Regions from separate parts of the Ovis aries genome. Here region 1 is linked to region 2. Evidence: chromatin contacts called from public Hi-C data. All regions are on one chromosome and are shown on one strand. Each heading gives the region's core, a stretch centred on a gene start, on an enhancer-like site or on the middle of the called end of the contact. The rest is flanking DNA. Distances are from core to core; before and after follow the strand shown.

Region 1 (3,800 bases), core at 185-2,684, 250 kb after region 2:
TAGAGCCGCACTGGCCCTGCTCCCACCTGGCTCCCCCTGCCCCCCACCAGGCCTTGCCCACCCGCCTGCTGGTTCAGCACCCAGCCTGTGAGCAGCCTTCAATTTTGACATCATTCGGAGCTTAGAGCTAAGAGTTGAGAAATTCTGCAAAGAAATCCCCTAAACCTCCCATCGTCATCCAGATCACTAATTGCTAACGTCCTGCCAGATGGACACACGTGAACCACACACAGCCCCCCTGACTGCTCAGACCTCCCGCCCTGCGAGCACCAGTGTGCATCTGTGGGGAGCACGCATTCTAGGTGACCGAGTCGTGGTTGCCACTTGGCCAAGCACCTCCCTTGCCGGCTTGTCTGCCTGTTTGTGGGACAAGTCCAGGTTCTTGCGGTCCATTCACTCATCATGGGTCCATAGTCTGGATGCTTCCTGGGCCTTTGGGAGAGACACTGGATCTGGACGCTTCCTGGGCCTCTGGGGGTGGGGGGATGGATACCATCTGGACGCTTCCTGGGCCTTTGGGGGACACTGGCGCTTTGAGGGAGTGCAGGCTGGAGGCTCTGCGTGTCGCAGTCGGGGCTTGTCCTGTGACTGGACTCGGGTCAGGAGCCACACAGGCCCTGGCCCCCCGCCTGGCCCAGAGGCTCCGCGGCGTCCTGATGTGGACACGGCCAGCGTGGCAGCGGTGGGGTGGTAGGGCGTGTTGGTCTCCTCCTCCAAGGAGGTTTTCTCAGGACCCCCGCCCCCGGACACCCAGGGTCAGTTCAGGGGCCAGCCCCCATCAAGGCCTGACACAGACCCGATGGGACCCAGGCCGCCGGCCCACCGCAGGCTCCGGGGGCCGGGCCTCCAGCAGAGCAGGGGCTTGATCAATATTTGCTTCGTGAGAGAAAGGATGAGTGAGACTGTTCGGAGCTGATTCCGTCCCAAAGCAAACCCTCCGCATGGCCCAGACGCGCCTGGGCGGCTTTCGCTTTATGCACGGCGCATGGCTTCGCTTGCGGGGTTCTTACGCCCGATTCTCACTGAGAGCACGGAAGCCTCAGTGCCAGTAAAGGTTCCTTCCAGGATCCACAGAGTAGAAATTCTAGAAGCTGAACCCGGGTCCGGGATTTCTCCGTTTGATTCCTTGTGGGAGGCGGGGTGGGAGGGAAGGGGTTTCTCCGCGGCGTCTTCGGTCCTGAGACCGGAGCCCAAAGAGGAACCCTCGGGGCAGTCCTCGGGCCGGGCGGCCGCGGGGCTGACCGTCTCCCTCTGTCGTTCCAGACGCAGGCGGAGGGAGACGCACTGAGGCCCCGAGGCCGCTGCACGGCGCCGAGGAAGACCCGCGCCCGGAGGCCCGGCCCGGCCGCGAGCCCCGCGGGACCCTCGGCGGGCTCGCGGGGCAGCCCCGCGGCGCTGGCCGGCGGCGGGCTGGGAGGTGCCCGGACCGCCGCTGGGAGGGGCTGGGAGGCCGGCTCCCCTCCGCCCCCGGAGGACGGGCCTCGGGCCCGACGGTGAGGACTCGGGAGCCCGGGGCCGCCGCCTGCGCGTCCCGGTCACCAGCGCTGAGCCCGGGAGTGACGGGGGCCGCAGACCCCTCAGCCGCCCTGGCGGCCCTTCAGGGCTCAGCGCAGGGAGGGCGCGCGGCCGCCCCGTGGTGCCCGTGGGAGCGGGCACTTCCCCCGGCGAGGCTGCACGGGCGGCCTCACCACGCGCTCTGATTATGCTGATGTGACTGACCTGAACCGCACTGAATCGAATTGGCTGGAAATAAATGGAGTTGAAAGGCTACCAACACGCCTACCTCTTTCACTGAGGCCAGGCCCAGGGGTGAGGACCGTCCTTGTCTCCGCACCAGCTGGGCCCCAACCGCGCCGCTGCAGCAGGAGAGGGACGGGGGACACCACGGACGGGAGGGGACGGAGGGACGGGGGACACCACGGACGGGAGGGGATAGAGCGGGAGCAGCAGAGATGGCAGTGGAGCGGGGCCGGCCGGCGGAGGACGCGGTCGCAGGCAGACCCGTTTGTGCTGACGAGCATCTCTGGAGTGGCCCGTGAACCCCACACGTTGAATCACCTGGAAGGTCCCCCAGGCCGACAGCAGAGTCTCAGGGAGCTGGCCCAGGAATCTGCATTTTCAAACAACTTCTCCAAGTGGATTCCAAGTTTGGGACTCACTGAGGGGAGGTGGGGTGGGGCCCTGGAGTGTCAGTCATTCCCTGGCCGATGGGGGCCTCCCCCAGGGGCTGCTGCCCGCGCAGGGCGGGACTCTGGGCGTTCGCTCTGCTGACACGCTTCCAGCGCCTAATGGCAGTGGGACGGTCGCGACACTTGGGGCACTCAGGTCTGACCAAGCACGCCTGCCTTCTCTCTACACCCATCCTGGATTCCAGGGCCAGAAGTGGGATGCCTCACACAATCAAGAAATGCCCAGCACACTGAGATCTGGAGGCGGGCGCCTGAGCCACACTGCCCACGGGTCCCAGCTGAGCGGCTGGAGGCCTGAGGTCCAGGCGTCGGCCGGCCGGTTCCTCCTGAGGCTAACCCCCTCCCGGGGGGCATCTTTTCCCCACGTCCTTATGCGGTCTGTGCATACACACTCCTGGTGTCTGGGGCCAGACTTCCTCTTCTTGTAAAAGACAAGTCAGATTGGATCAGGGCTGCCTGCCCTGTGCTGTGCTGAATTGCTCAGTCGTGTCCGTCTCTTTGCGACCCCATGGACTGTAGCCCGCCAGGCTCCGCTGTCCTTGGAATTCTCCAGGCCAGAATACTGGAGTGGGTTGCCATGCCCTCCTCCAGGGGATCTTCTCTACCCAGGGATCGAACCCAGGTCTCCCTCATTGCAGGCGGTTTCTTTATCATCTGAGCCACTAGAATACTGAATGGCTGAATTCCCCACCCAGGAATCGAACCAGGGTCTTCTGGATTGCAGGCAGATTCTTTACCAGCTGAGCTATCAGGGAAGTTCCAGGCTCCTTTTAACTCAATCACCCTTTTAAAGACCCTGCCTCCATATATAGCCACACCTGAGGTGCTGGGGGTACAGCTGAGGGCATAACCGGACATATAAATGGGGGGCTCCCACAGTTCAGCCCACAACAGGTGGTGTTTCCTTTGCTATAATCTTGAACATGCATGTGGAGAAGCGCTTTGATCATCTAAGTGCTCTCTCTCAAGTGTAAGCTGCCCTTCTGTCCTTCTTGTCCAGTTCATTTTATCTTTAGATAAACATGTAACACGTGCAGCCTCCAAACTGTGGACATTTTTAGGGTTCTCCGCGGCTTCCTGCTGAGCCTCTGTCCCTCATATCAACACAAAATTGAACTGTGGCGGCCCAGAACTTCCCAGCAACAGTGTGTGACCCAGCAACCCTGGGACATGTTAGTGGCCCAGGCCCGACATCAGCCAACCTTCCTCACACACGTGCCGAGCATCCAAATTTCCCACCTCCCACGGTTGGTACCTTGTGGACCATCGAGGAACCCAGGTCCCTCCTGGCTCCGGTGGGGACCACTGCTGGGGTCACTGCATGAGGGACGGACATGACAGCAACATCTCCAACTGCGCCGCCGCCCGCCTGACTCAGGGTCCCCACTGCCCACCAGAAAACAACAGATTCCGGGGAGTACCCTGGTGGTCCAGTGGCTGAGACGCCGCACTCCCAACACGGGGGACCCGGGTTCAATCCCTGGTTAGGGAGATGGATCCCACATGTTGCATCCAAGACCCAGTGCAGTCAAATGAGTACATTTTTTTTTAAAATTTCTTTTTCCAAATTTTAAGTAATTTGTAGAGCTGAGAACTCATTTATTTCCCACA
Region 2 (4,276 bases), core at 230-2,729:
AGTTAGGTTATATGTGGTGAGTACTCATCTAGGTTCTTTGAAGGTACTGTGTTAACTCATTTAATCCTTATGTTAACAATCCTACTGCTGCTCCTGGCTTATATTGGGGAAACAGAGGTCCAGAGAGACAAGGAACTTTCCCAAGGTAACACAACCAGCAAACAACAGAGCTAGAGCCCAAACCCAGACTTTTGGGTGGCACTTAATGCCTTTAAGTGACAGGAAAGAGGCTACTGAAGATGTGGGTACCCATTTGTGATGGTTAGTTTTATGTGTCAACTTGGCTGGACTATGATATCCAATTGACTGGTCAGACATCAGTTGAGGCGTTGTGTAAAAAGGTTTTCTTTTAAAGATGTGATTTACATTTAAATCAGTAGATTTTAAATAAAGCAGATTACCCTCAAACATGTTGGGTGGGCCTTGTCTAACCAGTTGAAGGCCTTAGGAACAAAGTTTGAGGTCCCCCTAAGAAGGAAAAAGGGCTTCCCAGGTAATGCTGATGGTAAAGAACCTGCCTGCCAGTGCAGGAGACATAAAAGACACAGGTTTGATCCCTGGGTTGGGAAAATCCCCTGGAGAAGGGCATGGCAACCCACTCCATTACTCTTGCCTGGAGAATCCCATGGACAGAGGAGCCTGGCGGGCTGCTGTCCACGGGGTCGCAGAGTCAGACATGACTGAGCGACTTAGAGCAAGAAGGAACGCTGCCTCTGGATGGCCGCAGATGAGTTCTGCCTGCGTGTCCAGCCTGCAGACTCAAGACTGCCTCCACTCAGGGCATTCCCAGCCGGCCAGCCTGCCCTGCAATTTTCAGATCTGCCAGTTCCAAAACCCTGTGGGAGTCAATTCCTTAAAATGAGTGCCTTTCTCTCTCATTCTGTATCTTTCCTAGTGGTCTGTTTCTCTGTTCTCTAGCGTGAGTACCTTCACTCACACACATGTGATAAATCTTGCCCAAGGTCAGCAATAAAGCTGAGGGGATGAAGGGCCAGCTCAAAGGAAAACCTCGACAAGGGGAGTTAGGGAAGGACTCTGTGGGGAAGGGCTCCCCTTGGCTCCCTTGGACCCAGACAGCCTGGCTCCTCCCCAGCAGAAGGAAAGGTGCTGGAGAAGGCGGGAGGGCTCTCCGGCCTGAGCACTGGCAGGGGGCGGTGGCGAGGGGTGGGGACCTCAGGGACCCGCTCGTGTGCAGTTCAAGAGCAGTAAAGAAAACCTGACCTCAGCAACCGGGGAGGTCCTCGCAGGCTCAGGAACCACTCTCTCAATACCTTCATTACTTAATGTTTCCCCCACATGATTTTTGTCAACTTTTGGGGAAATAATCCCTAAACAATAAAATTCACCAGTTTTATGTGTAAAGCGTGATGAGGTTTGACACATGGTTCCCATCACCACAGGCACGACACACAGCGTCTCCAGCTCTCCCAGAAGCTCCCTCGTGTCCTCTGGCCGTCGATTCCGCCCTTCCCTGACCCCTGGCAAGCACTCTGGTTTCTGCCACTGTGGTTTCGCTTTGCAGAGGATTTCAGATCCTGGAATCATCCAGTATGTTCTCCCGCGTCCAAGCTGCTTTCACTTTGCATTACATATTTGAGCTTCATCCATGCGGTAACTTGTATCGGTAATTCACTCCGCTTGCTGAATGAGTATCCGTACAGTGAATATCCATCGTTGTACGGATGGACTGTGCTCCTTTGATCAGCGGCACGTTTGAATTGTTTCCAGTTCTTGTCTATTGTGAGTGAAGTCGCTGTGAGCGGTCAAGTTCAGGCCTTTGTGTGGACATGTGTTTTCACTTCTTTGGGTAAATACCCTATCAGTGGGATTGCTGGGTCGTGTGGTAAGCATACACTTCGTTTAAAAAAAAAAAAAAAAAACCTGCCAAACCGTGTTACTAGAGTGGCTGTATATGATTTTAGCTTACATTAAGGGGAGAAAGGAGAAGAAATATACCTTGCTGTTTAGAAAAAAAAAAAAAATCAACCCCTCATAAAAAGGCTTACAAGGAGGAAAAGCAGTTTGGAATTAATAGTGGGTTGCAATTCTGCATGCTATTCCTTTCCAGGGACCACAAAATCAAGAGCGGATGGTATCCTGACTTCTGCAAATTAACATAATATGAGATGGGAATATGAGACTATTCTCAGACCTCAAAATCAAGCACACTTGTGTGCGTGCACTCAGCTGTGTCTGACTCTTTGCAGCCCCACGGACTGGAGCCCACCAGGCTCCTCTGTCCACGGAATTCTCCAGGCCAGAAGACCGGAGTGGGCTGCCATTACCTACTCCAGGGGATCTTCCTGACCCAGGGCTCGAATCCGCATCTCTTGGGTCTCCTGGATTGGCAGGCAGATTCTTTGCCACTGTGCCACCTGGGATGCCATCAAGTACACTAGATAAAATGGATTTTTAAATCTTTCTTTAGATCAAGTAAATTTCAACTTGGTGGCCACATTCCCTGAGTTGGAGAGGAAGGGGCAGTTGACCTCTGTCCTTCAGAAGGTACTTTTTCCATCTTCAGGGAAGTAAAAAGGTGGCAGAGTCTTCCCTGGACCAAGGCAAAAGGATGGGTTACCAGCACCCCTCGGATAGCAAGTGACCAGTCCCCAGGTCACTTGGCTGTACTGGTGGGTCACAAGGATATTTTTTGCCAGTCTTAGAGGGCTGATGACAGGAAGCCTCTGTTGGTCCGAGTAGTTTCCAAGTGTCGAGTGCCTTGATACGCCTATGAAATTCTGGGCACACAGGGATGTTTGACCAGGCCAGGGATCCTGTGTCCTGCTCCTCTGAGACGTCAACTCCCCCGAGGCAGGACATCCCAAAGAACAAGCCTTGGAGGTCAGGTCTCCTTTCCACCCAAGTCCCTGGAGAAGGGGTGACAACCCACTGCAGTATTCTTGCCTGGAGAATCCCATGGACAGAGGGGCCTGGTGGGCTACTGTCCGTGGGGTCGCAGAGAGTCAGACTCTACTGAGCGACTAACAGTTTCACTTCCACTTTTCCAACCAAGTTACCTGTAGCTCCTTGAAGAAGAGAAAGAAAGCCACAAAGAAGGAGGAAAAATACTTTAAAACATTCTGCAAAGACAGTCACGTTTGATAACGTGGTTAATAGTAACTCATGTTTTCAAAGATGACAAAATGAACACACAAAACCAGCAGAAGTGTTGATACCAAATGAAAAGGGATCAATGAACCTTTTTTCCACATTCTGCCTTTGAGATGAAGACAAGTTCTGGGAGATGCCCCCAACCCGCTGAGAGACTTTCAGTTTGCTCCCAGAATCAATTAGCTGCTTCCCTGCGGGAAGCTGAAAGGGGAGGTGAAGACGGGCACCGCCCCTAGGAGCGGGTGGGGGTCCTGCTCTCAGCAGACTTCTCACAGGGCTTCTCTCCCCAGTATAAGTGTCCTTTTTCAAACAGTTTTCCTTTTTGATGCGGATCATTTTTAAAGACCTAATTGATGTTGTTACAGTATTGTTTCTGTTTTATGCTTTGGTCTTTTGGCTTCCAGGCATGTGGAATCTTCGCTTCCCGACCAGAGATAAAACCTACACCGCCTGCGCTGGAAGGCGGAGTCTTAACCACTGGACAGCCAGGGAAGGCCCGTAGATATGTCCTTTCAATCTCAGATGTTCAAGTTTTTTCTTGCAACAAAAAGGAAAAGCCAGACTCTGGTGGAGACGGTGAGGAAACCACAGGAGCCCGGATGGCGAGCCTGCGTTGTGCGTCCCGGGATAAGGTAACCCACGTCCAAGCTCAGGGCAACTGGGAGTCCCGCCCGTGAGGCTGTCTCCACGGACACGCTTCAGGTGCCTCTAGCAACCAGCATGGATCGCTAGCACCGGGACACCCCCGGCCCGCCCCCTGGTCAAGGTGATTTTCAAGGGGGCCTGGTCATCAGCTAGAGCATCTGACTCTAATCCAACCACTGGTGTCGAGGGAACCATCACTTCCACTCTGCCAGATCTAATGACACGGGCAGGGCTCACCCCCAGAACTCCCCACTGTGATTCCCCAGCTCATCCAGTAGACAGAGCCTTCCTCCTAGTGAAGGAGGAAACAGGCAGAACAGGCTCCATCTTGAAAGCAGGACTCCATCTTGGGCCGGACTGTGGACTTTGAGCTATAAGCCCAGTATCTATGGAAACGATGCACCAACTGGAAAACCAGACCCCTCCAGAAGGAAGAGCCCCAGGGCTTGTACCTAGACTCTCCGTTGCCTAAAAGAATTCGGTAATTATCTGTGTAACCAAATAGAATCGTAAATTCTAT

Evidence for each region. A called contact is a pair of places that touch in the nucleus more often than the background predicts.
Region 1: a Hi-C map of liver shows a contact between it and region 2, with 4 times the contacts expected there. The contact joins two enhancer-like sites. A contact is called at or near these places in 9 of 16 Hi-C or Micro-C datasets (blood, hypothalamus, liver and 4 more).

What each region holds. Positions count from the first base shown.
Region 1 is chr20:47,195,372-47,199,171 of ARS-UI_Ramb_v3.0, forward strand. It overlaps the pseudogene LOC132658317. Among named protein-coding and RNA genes, the nearest start is that of SSR1, 28 kb to the left of the region's middle. Within about 2 kb of position 1,435, at least 2 of the 54 cell types and tissues checked have an H3K27ac peak or open chromatin away from gene starts, as enhancers often do. A contact at or near this core is called in liver, where this site is marked.
Region 2 is chr20:46,946,747-46,951,022 of ARS-UI_Ramb_v3.0, forward strand. No RefSeq gene overlaps it. Among named protein-coding and RNA genes, the nearest start is that of SNRNP48, 35 kb to the right of the region's middle. Within about 2 kb of position 1,480, at least 2 of the 54 cell types and tissues checked have an H3K27ac peak or open chromatin away from gene starts, as enhancers often do. A contact at or near this core is called in liver, where this site is marked.